2 separate regions of the Triticum aestivum genome follow, and region 1 is linked to region 2. A link is a contact called in public Hi-C data. All regions are on one chromosome and are shown on one strand. The core of a region is the stretch at or near the end of the contact, and the rest is flanking DNA. Distances in the headings are between cores, read along the strand shown.

Region 1 (4,971 bases), core at 770-3,269, 430 kb before region 2:
TATAGCTCGGTGCACCACCCTGGCCACAATCAGATCTCCTTTCTGATGTCGCGAAATGGTTGCCAGTCATCTGAGTGACTGAAGATGTTGACGGAGCACTCTCGTCGCATACCGCGATTACGGAAGGAGGCTTTGCTGACACCCTAGTTGTGACATTGTTTCTTCTGATCTTGACTGAGCTTGCTTCAGAAAGTTTTGAGCTGACTTCGTTCATCTCGTCGATACTCTCTGAACAACGTGAGTTGGTCTGTTCGCTATGTGATTGCTCCATAAGGCGACTCTCCCAAGGTTTTGTTGTCATCCACCCGTCCAAATAGCTCCACTGATTGCTCCTGTTAGTCCCATGATTCTTAAGAGAAACAGCAGGAGAGCTAGGTCTTCCATTGTGGTTTGGGTTCCGCTGCAAAAAGAAACACGACATCATGTCAAACAGGATGAAGAATTTTTTTTTTCTAAAAAAAATGTCAAACAGGATGAAGAACTTGTTTATGTGCCCAGAATATTTGAGCAGGATGTACCTGGTGAGAAAGAGCATACGCAATTGCCCTTTCTCTCTTGATTGCGCCCTCACGTCTCATGTGTATCTTTGATCTGACATCATCAACAGTTCCTTGGCTATCACACCATCCTGTCTGCAATGTGAACAATGCCAGCCAAACATGGAAACATCAGCAGGATCATCCAATACTCTCTTATCATTTGCAGCAGCATCATATGACTATTAAGAATAGGATTGTGGAGGACTATATGCTAATTGTGCTAGTAGGTAATACACTGAAACAACACAAGTCGGCAAGCCTGACATGGCAAGAACAACTTTCAAAGATGCATTATTGGTAGCATCTCCCAAGGAAGGCACACCAAACAATGCCACTGCCCAGTGCGCACTATAATGACTCACTCGGACGATCATGGTCAACAGAAAACATTATCTCAAATCATTGCTTAAAATAAAGGGAGATAAATGTCCATATGGTCATATCAATCTTTCATCATGAAGAGGGCAATCCTACCGCAACCGCAGCAAGTCTCTGTCTAGTGAAAGTAACACATCACATTCGTTTCAGAAGAACAGAAAGTAGCACATCACATCAACTGATTAAGTATACAATACCTAATTTTACTTTCTGACAGTATGGTATCTATTTGCACAAGCAGACCAAGCACAGTGCATATATAAATATCATACTACGGAGTACAACATAATTAATCCTTGAACCAAAGTATATACCTCTGCTTCCTTGACGGGATCCGCGTGGCTGCTGTGGTCGTCGAGCGTATCCTGCGAGTCTCGGCCGTCAGCCGACAGCCGCGTGCGCCGGTCCCTCGCACGCGCCTGCACCCTGACGAGCGCCTGCATGCACTTGACCGTGACGGCCAGCTGCTTGCGCACGCGGCGGCCGCGCACCAGCGCCTGCAGCCGCACGATGCCCCGCAGCGCCCTCAGCGCCCTCCTGGCCTGCACGAGCACCCAAGGGAAACGCGACGCTGAAGAAGCTGAAACTTTGCCGCCGGAATCGGATCGAGGGCGCGACGCGAGCGACCTACCAGGAAGCCGCGGAAGGCGGTCTGGATGCGGACGGCCGCCCACTCCTGCCTGATGACGCGGAAGTCCCTGGGCGGCGCGCGCACCACGGCCGCGACGACGGAGCTGAGCGCGTCGGCGGCGGCGGAGGACGTCTCGGAGACCTCCGAGGCGGCCGCCGACGCGGCGCCCCTCTGCCCGCCCGACGAGCTCCGCCAGAGGCGGCTCCACTTCCGGCCCTTCCCCCCGGCGTGCCTCTCCTTCTCCGCCGCCGCCGTCTTGAGCCCGACCAGCGTCTTGATCCACTTCCCCGACGCGCCCATCGATCGATCCACGCTCCGCAGAGGCAATGGTCTCTCGCGTTATCTCTGGAAGTGAGAAGAGCGGGCGCTAGTCCGTGAATGGGGAACGGCCAAACGGGAGGATTTGACTTGTTGGGCGACGTGCGCTTAATTCGGAAACGGTTTACGAGGCTGTGCAGCGCGGGGCAGGGAGAGCCGTTCGGGGCGGTTCAAATTTTGAAATGGGGGATGAGCCCGGAGCCGGGAAAGCGGGCCGGGGTGAAACGGGGCCCGCGATGTCGGGCCCACTCGTGGCCGTCTCGGACGCTGGCGCGTGGTCCCTCGCTGCGGAGCGACAAAGAGGCGCGGCATTCGCGGCGGACGCCGTCACGCGGACGCTTTCTGCAGCGGCCGTGTCTGGGGCTTCGCGAAAGAAGGAAGGCTCGGGCGAGGGACGACGGGCCGGGGACGCTGCCGTGTGGGCCAGAGCGTCAGCCTTGGCCGGAGGTGCGTGTCGGGACCCGGACCGTTGGAGGAACGCCCGGGCTTGTGAGTTTGAACTCGTGGCTGCTTTCGCCTTCGCGATGACGAGGCGCGGCCCGCGTACGGAACTCGAAATCGTGTGTAGAAGCTTCAGAAAGAAAATGAATCGTGTCTTGAAATTTTATTTTGGTATAAACTTTTCTCTTTTCTCTTTGAGTTGGAGTACAGTAGTACAAAAAATACAACTTTTATTTCCTTGGTTTTTTTGGAGGAGTATACAATTGATGAAGCGCATTGAAGCCTGTGACCACGAGTAACAAGTGGGAACACCCCGTGCTACTCTTTTTTTTTTTAGAATCATCATCAACCTTTATTAATCATCCTACACCTGGGATTTCATCGGATAATACATGCAGAATACAGTCAGGCGGATTGCTCGGCCAAAAACTACATAGTTCCTTACTAACTCCTTCTCTAACTAACAAGTGAGCTTCTTGGGGTGTGTTTGGTTCGAGAACGAAGTGGAACGGAATGTAATGGTTCCATTCCACCAGAACGGGTTGGTTCCGTCTTTATGTTTGGTAGGAGCAATTGTGAGGAATGGAACGATTACGTTTTGGTGTTTGGTTTGAGATATGAAATGGAATAGAATTGTTCATCTCATTAAACTGATTCAGAGAACGGTGCATTAGACGTTGCGGTGCAGAACAAATCAAGAGTTCAGGTAGCCACAACTCATGGTTCTGCCAACATCACAGGATTGGAAAAATCAATGGACGGCGAATGTGACGAGTGATAATCAGAGGTTGCATTGTAATAATACTGGAACTGTTGTTAGTCGCTGCTGCCTACTGTTGTTTGCTGCGCAGCTGAGTCGTTGCCTAGTGCATGTATAATGTATGCCGCCTGTCGCTGCCCAGCCGGCCACCGGCCCCGCACGCCGCTGCCGCACCAAGAGAGATGAGGGAAACCAGAACCAGAAGAACGACGTGCGCGAGCTCGCGGCGACCGAAGATGGGCACTTCAGGTGCGCTCGACCGGCTGAAGAAGACGACTGAGAGGGCTGCCTGGTCTCCCTGCTCGGCTGAAGAAAACGAGTGAGAGGGCCGCGAGCGCGACGGCAAGAAGCACCAACACGAGGAGGTGGCGATCCACGCCGCGTGCGGTGGGCTGCTAGTGGCGGCGCGCGCAAGATTGGGGAGGGAGTGGCGGCGCCGGAGAGGGCGAGACGCGAGAGTGGCCGACGGCGTCGCAGATCAGACGGGGAGAGAGACGAGGGGTGGCGGCTGGCGGTGCACCGAGGCGGAGAGAGACGAGGGAGAGGATCAGAGTCGGGGCAGAGAGGCGTTCCGCGTGGTCCGCTCGTTTTCGAGGAACGGCCCGGTTCGGGATAATGGGCGAATATGCCGTTCCTGGGAACTGGTGGGTTCCGGTTTCTATGACGAGCCAAACGCGAGAATGGTTTTTCTGGATGGGTCCGACCTATTACGTTCCATCCCATAACAGAGAGCAAACACACCCTTGGTTCCCTTACCTTTTAACCCAGGAAGCTTTAAAACCTTCAAGAGTCCTTCCCAGCATCTTGATTTCTTCAACGATCGGGCCAGCCACACTTAAGAGCATGCTTGGATACGTTTTAGTCCCATGACTAAAAGTAGTGCGACTAAAATTTGCTAGTCTCACCCATGCTTGGATCCAAATACTAAAGAGACTAAAATCTAGTTATTGAGCATTTATTATCCTCCAAACCCTCCAATCCAGAACTAAGGAGAGGAATTAAATGAGGAGAGAGAGAGCTAATACATATTTTAGTAGGTTTCCCATGACTAAAAGATTTTAGCCTTAAGACTAGTTCTAGCCTCTCTAAAAGAGACTATTTTTAGTCAGACTAAAAATAGTCCCTTGTATCCAAGCACCCTCTAAGTTTTTTGCTTGGTCATTCAACATGGCCGCCACTCCCTTGCTGTCGACTTCAACGTGCACCCTGGTAGCTCCAGCATGGATCGCCAGCTGCAACGCCTTGCGGCAAGCAAGTATCTCGGCCATCTCGGGATCAGACACATCCCGGAATACATAGCAGGCGCCCCCTCTAAACGCTCCAACATGGTCTCGAAGGACCACTCCTCCACCTCCACGATCCCGCAGCTTAGACAAAGCTCCGTCTAAGTTTGCCTTGAGCCACCCTTGCTCCGGCGGACTCCATCTTACAGCCGGTGCTGCAGAGGAGCACCTTGGTTGCTTTGCATGAATGGCGGTCCATTCTATCATATGCTGATGAACATTCTCTTCAACCACCCTGGGATCCGCAATCTTTTTTCCATCCCTCGCTTCGTTCCTTGCGAGCCAAAGACCATACGCAGCCTGAACCATTAACTCCCGCTCCTGGTCGCCGGCATCAGCAAACCATCCCAGCAGCCATGAGGCAAGTTCTCCATGGGGTCCATCAGACACCGGCGGGATCGCCACCGGAACCCCTTTCTCCGAACTTAACACCTTCCAGAACATGGCTGAATGCGGACACGCCCAGAAGCAATGCAGGACTGTTTCTTCTCTGCCGCAAATCGTGCAAAAGATCCCTGGTTTGATTTTCCTCATGTGTAACTCGGCACCAACGGCCAATCCATTTTTTATAAGGCGCCACATGTGAATCTTTGCCTTCCCAGGAGCGTTGGTGTTCCAAAG
Region 2 (4,820 bases), core at 877-3,376:
ACGGCCCCCGGATCTCTTCTTTATTATATTTACCTTCAAGATCTATTTTTATTCACTTTTATTTTCAGATCTATTAATCCAAAAACCCAGAAATACCTTACTGCACTTTATTTTATTTTGCATTTATTCGTAATCAATTTATCTAGTCTATCATATTTTTATCCCGTCAACTCGACAATTTCTGGCACCGTAACCCGAAAGGGATTGACAAACCCTTTAGCACGTTGGGTCGTAAGTATTTGTTCATTATGTGTAGGTACTGTTTACGTAGTGTTGCGTGATTCTCCTATCGGTTCGATAACCTTGGTCTCATCACTGAGGGAAATACCTACCGTCGATGTGCTACATCATCCCTTCCTCTTTGGGGACGTAGTTCAAGCCGCAATCACCCCTCTTCCCCCCACCTATATATATGTGGGAGGGGATGCCACACAAAGCTGACGACAATCTCTTAGCCGTGTGTGGCATCCCCTCCACAGGTTCGTCCCTCGATCATATTTTCGGAGTGCTTGGGCGAAACCCTGCAGAGATAGCATCACCGCCACCGTCACCACGCCGTCGTGCTGTCGAAACTCATCCACTACTTCGCCCGTCTTGCTGGATCAAGAATGCGAGGACGTCAGCGAGCTGAACGTGTGCTGAACGCGGAGGTGCCGTACGTTCGGTACTCGATCGGTTGGATCGCGAAGAAATTCGACTACATCAACCGCGTTAATAAACGCTTCCGCCTACGGTCTACGAGAGTACGTAGACACACTCTCCCCTCTCGTTGCTATGCATCTCCATGGATACATATCCGCCCCGCGAGGGGTCTCGGAGGCAGCTTCAGAAGGTACCTTGCGTCAGGGACTTGGGGAGCTCCGGAGGGTACTTGCTGACGTGCGCCTCACGAGGCGAGGGCCTTGCTCGTGAAACTTGAAGGTGGGCCATTCTGGGCCCACGTCACGCGCCGCTTCCTGGGCCGTAGGTAGACGGGCCTGGGTACCCCCAATCCCACGGGTCCGACAGACTTCTCTCACCGGAGCACCACCATACCACCACCACAAAAACCATCACCAAGACCACCATGAGCTATCCAATCACGAGATCGAGGTTTCCCTTGCCTCCCCCAATCCTCTAGACTGAAACTACGATGGAAATCGGGCAAACAATCGACTCACAAAGAAGTATTAAATTGAGGCGCTTCGGTTATTGAGAGGAGAAAAAGACAGGAGGAAGAGAGAGGAAGAAGAGAGAAAGAGGGCCGACCCGATGGCTAAGTGGCCACCTTTCGACTAAGCCGAAGTCGATTGGGCTATCATCTAAGGCGTGGCCGACTGGTGGCCAGCTAGGCCGAGTGACGTGGTCCGGCCACTGGTCGGCTGCCGCGTGGACGAGCGGGCCCTATCGGCTGCCGCATGGACGAGGGGATCCTAGTCGGCTTAGGTTAAGCCAACTGGATTCTAATCGGCTACGCCATGGCCAACCGGATCCAGTCGGCTCAACCTAATTCGACGCTGTATTATTTTCGTAACATTTGAAAACGATGTATTATTTTTCAAAATTATTAAAAGTATTATTTGAAAATATCCGTTTTTCACTGTACAATCGGATAGAGAGAATATCATACGGGAACCAACATCCAATGAAAACTCTGTGAAAACCATGTTTGAAAGTTTTAATTTTTTTCGAAAAATATGGGATGTTAAGAGGATGGTGTTATATTGTCATGTGAAATTTTAAGTGAAAACACATTACGGATGCGAGCTACAAAAAAGATAAATTCAGCAATGAATAGTGACGTTACTGTATGACATTTTTCAATGCTGATTTCGTCTTTTTTATAACTCACATCCCGTAACATGTTTGAAACTTTTTTTTATGGGTTTCTAGCAAATGTTGGTTTCCGTATTTATATTTTCCCAATCGGATATGTTTCCACCGAACCATAGACGGATTCTCAAAAAGGAGAAGTGCAATTTGGACTCTTCGCGTGTACGACTCCTTGGACTGCACGTTTCGGAACAAGACTCGCCAGACATTTCCACGCACGGGTAGTAGGGCGCCACACGCGAACCAAAGCAGCAAACCTGCTTTCCTGGCAACCGGCGTTGATATTTAAGGTTTGGCCGCGAAGATTCTCCCGCATATTACTCATCGCCCCTTCGGCCACCGCCACCACGCCACGCCCTGCACATCCCCCCCTCCATCCTCAACATTCATTTTTATTATTATATAAATCTCCAAAAAAGGAGCCAGAGCAAACCGCAAATCGACCCCCGTGGCCGTGGGAAGCAGGTCGTCGCCTCGGTCAAATCCGGCGGCGGCGGAGGAGTCGTGGGCCGCAAGGCCGGGCTGGCCTGACCGGACCGCCGCGCAAGTGACCCGACCGGCGGGATCCTTCGGGCCGGCGCCCCAGGAGGATATTCTTCGCGCTGGGGGTGCTTGATTTGGATGAAAGGAGCGCGCCGTCGGCATGGGTACCCCCTCGCAGGGCTCGGCTGCCGTGGCGGCGGCCCGGGTCGACCTCTGCGCGCTCGACCTCATGCCCGTCTTCGCCAAGGAGATGATTGCCGGCGGGGTCGCCGGTGCTTTCTCCAAGACCGCCATCGCGCCGCTCGAGCGCCTCAAGATATTGCTACAGGTTCGTTCTGCTCCTCCGCCCACATGGATGATAGAGATTTTGTTCATGGAGTTTTCGTGGGTATGCGGCTTTAGGCATGATATGTCAACGTCAAGATTGTTGTTAGTCGAAAGGCGATTTTGAAGCCCGTGAATGTGATAACACGCTCCTTAATATTGAGAAGGACACGCCTCTCCTAAGCCTGTGATTGAATGTGACTGGACGTCCCTCGACACGAGTTCCATGTCAATGAAACTGATGCGCAAGTGTGCCTTTGTGCATCAGTTCTGTTGACATAGAACATTAGCTCTGTTTTAGTGAAACCGATTTACATGGCACGCCTGGCAGTTGCAGACTTGCAGATGTGAGGCTGTGCTATAGGCGCTTCTACATTCTGTACCATAAGCATGCCTAGGTCTATTAACGTTGTTCCATTAAGCATGAGAGATTTTGGAGGGCTGCGTTGCTGGGATATGGTCATGAGAGATTTTCTCAGCATTATGAGATCTTCTCCATGCAACTTGTGGTGCCATTTGGTAAAGAAGGCTATTGTTGATGTGACGGTTACCAAGTTCCACTTCCATAGGATTGATATAGTGTCTGTTTCCATTGGTCTTGTGTATGCAAGATGTGGCAGTAGCTACCAGCTGCTTCATTAGTTTTGCGTGCCTAATTTGCGCATGATACTATTTTGGGAGGTTTAGATGTTCTCATTCAAGTTATAAGTTTCTAAATGATTATGATTGCTAACACATTCTTACTTTCTGATTCTGCAGACTAGAACAAATGAGTTCAGGTCTCTCGGAGTTCTGAAATCCTTGAATAAACTGAGAAAACATGATGGTGTCTTGGGATTTTACAAGTATGTTGCAATTCAAGTCATTACTTGTATACTACTATTACAGAAGATGCATATAATATGTTTAGCTAACCATGTCTTGGTACTACTTCAGGGGAAATGGTGCCAGTGTGTTAAGAATTGTTCCTTATGCTGCATTACATTATATGGCGTATGAGCGATACAGGTGTTGGATCTTGGGTAACTGCCCTACACTTGGCACAGGACCTGTGGTAGATCTTTTAGCAGGCTCAGCATCAGGCGGGACTGCAGTCTTGTGCACTTATCCCTTGGACTTGGCTAGGACCAAGCTTGCATTCCAGGTATTGTACTGTGTGCTCACATTTTAGCAGGTTTTGTTGTTGTTGTATTACTGTGTACTCCTGTGCTTACATATTCATACTCAATCGTAGAGCACAATCTTAGTACTCAGTATCAAATTGGTTTGATAAGGTAATAATTAATCATACAGTCAACAAAATTGTTTGCAAAAACGATCTTGAAACTGATACCCAACAAATTGGTGAAAGGCGCTTCTATAACTTTGTCCCCTCCCCCCTCTCCTGCCTCTCCCTGGACATACTTGTACACTCACACGCGGACACACGAAATTCCATTCAACCCTTGTACTGCACAAACAGATATACACCCCTGAATATAGAGAACTGGTTCATCGAGGAACTTTGAGGTGTGATTTCGCTGACATGGATGTTGGTTTGTCACGTATGTACCTTAAGTCACCAAATTTTGCTATGATGACAACAAAATAAAAATCCTTTTTCTACATAGTGTTCTGGATATTTGTCTGATGATTAATTTTGTAAGAACTTCAGTATTTGATGAAACATCAGTTCATTATGTTGGAATGAGGAACCTTTTTTATCTGCTATAACTGACTAGGATGTTGCTGGGCTGTTAGAATGTGCTGATATAAGCTGCACGCACGACAAAACCACATCCATATTTTAGCAAATCTGGCATCCTAAACCGCCACCAGGCTGTATTTTGGCATACTCCATCCATCCTTGAAAAGGCTTAATAATTTTGTTTGGAGTCAAACGTGCAAAGTTTGACCAAGTTCAAACTTTGCACCGTTTGCCTTAAGACAAAATTTATAAGCCTTCTCCTGAAGCATTGAGGCAGTACTTTTGTAGGTTCAGGAGGTCAACACCTGATTATGTTGCTCAGGGGATTACCTAAGCATTTTTGTAAAGCACATTGCATAAAGTGTATTCCTGCTCAACTGTTTGCATTATGCTGCTGTGAGATAACAACACCTATCCGTGCAAGTTCACGGACTAGTAAACTAGTAAATTACATTACTACTAGAAAATGGTGCCTAAACTCTGAACTGTCCATCAGTCATCTCTTGTGAACAAG

The links. A called contact is a pair of places that touch in the nucleus more often than the background predicts.
Region 1: a contact with region 2 is called in a Hi-C map of leaf, with 6 times the contacts expected there. The contact joins the promoter of LOC123061750 here to the promoter of LOC123061749 in region 2. A contact is called at or near these places in 2 of 5 Hi-C or Micro-C datasets (both in leaf).

The regions. Positions count from the first base shown.
Region 1 is chr3A:482,737,629-482,742,599 of IWGSC CS RefSeq v2.1, reverse strand. It overlaps LOC123061750 (protein IQ-DOMAIN 6), which reads right to left and starts at 2,019. Exons shown (of 4, transcript XM_044484999.1): 1 at 1,549-2,019; 2 at 1,232-1,459; 3 at 519-632; 4 at 1-400. The coding sequence starts at 1,848.
Region 2 is chr3A:482,309,597-482,314,416 of IWGSC CS RefSeq v2.1, reverse strand. LOC123061749 (mitochondrial carrier protein CoAc1) reads left to right here and starts at 2,126. Exons shown (of 7, transcript XM_044484998.1): 1 at 2,126-2,623; 2 at 3,379-3,464; 3 at 3,556-3,763. The coding sequence starts at 2,456.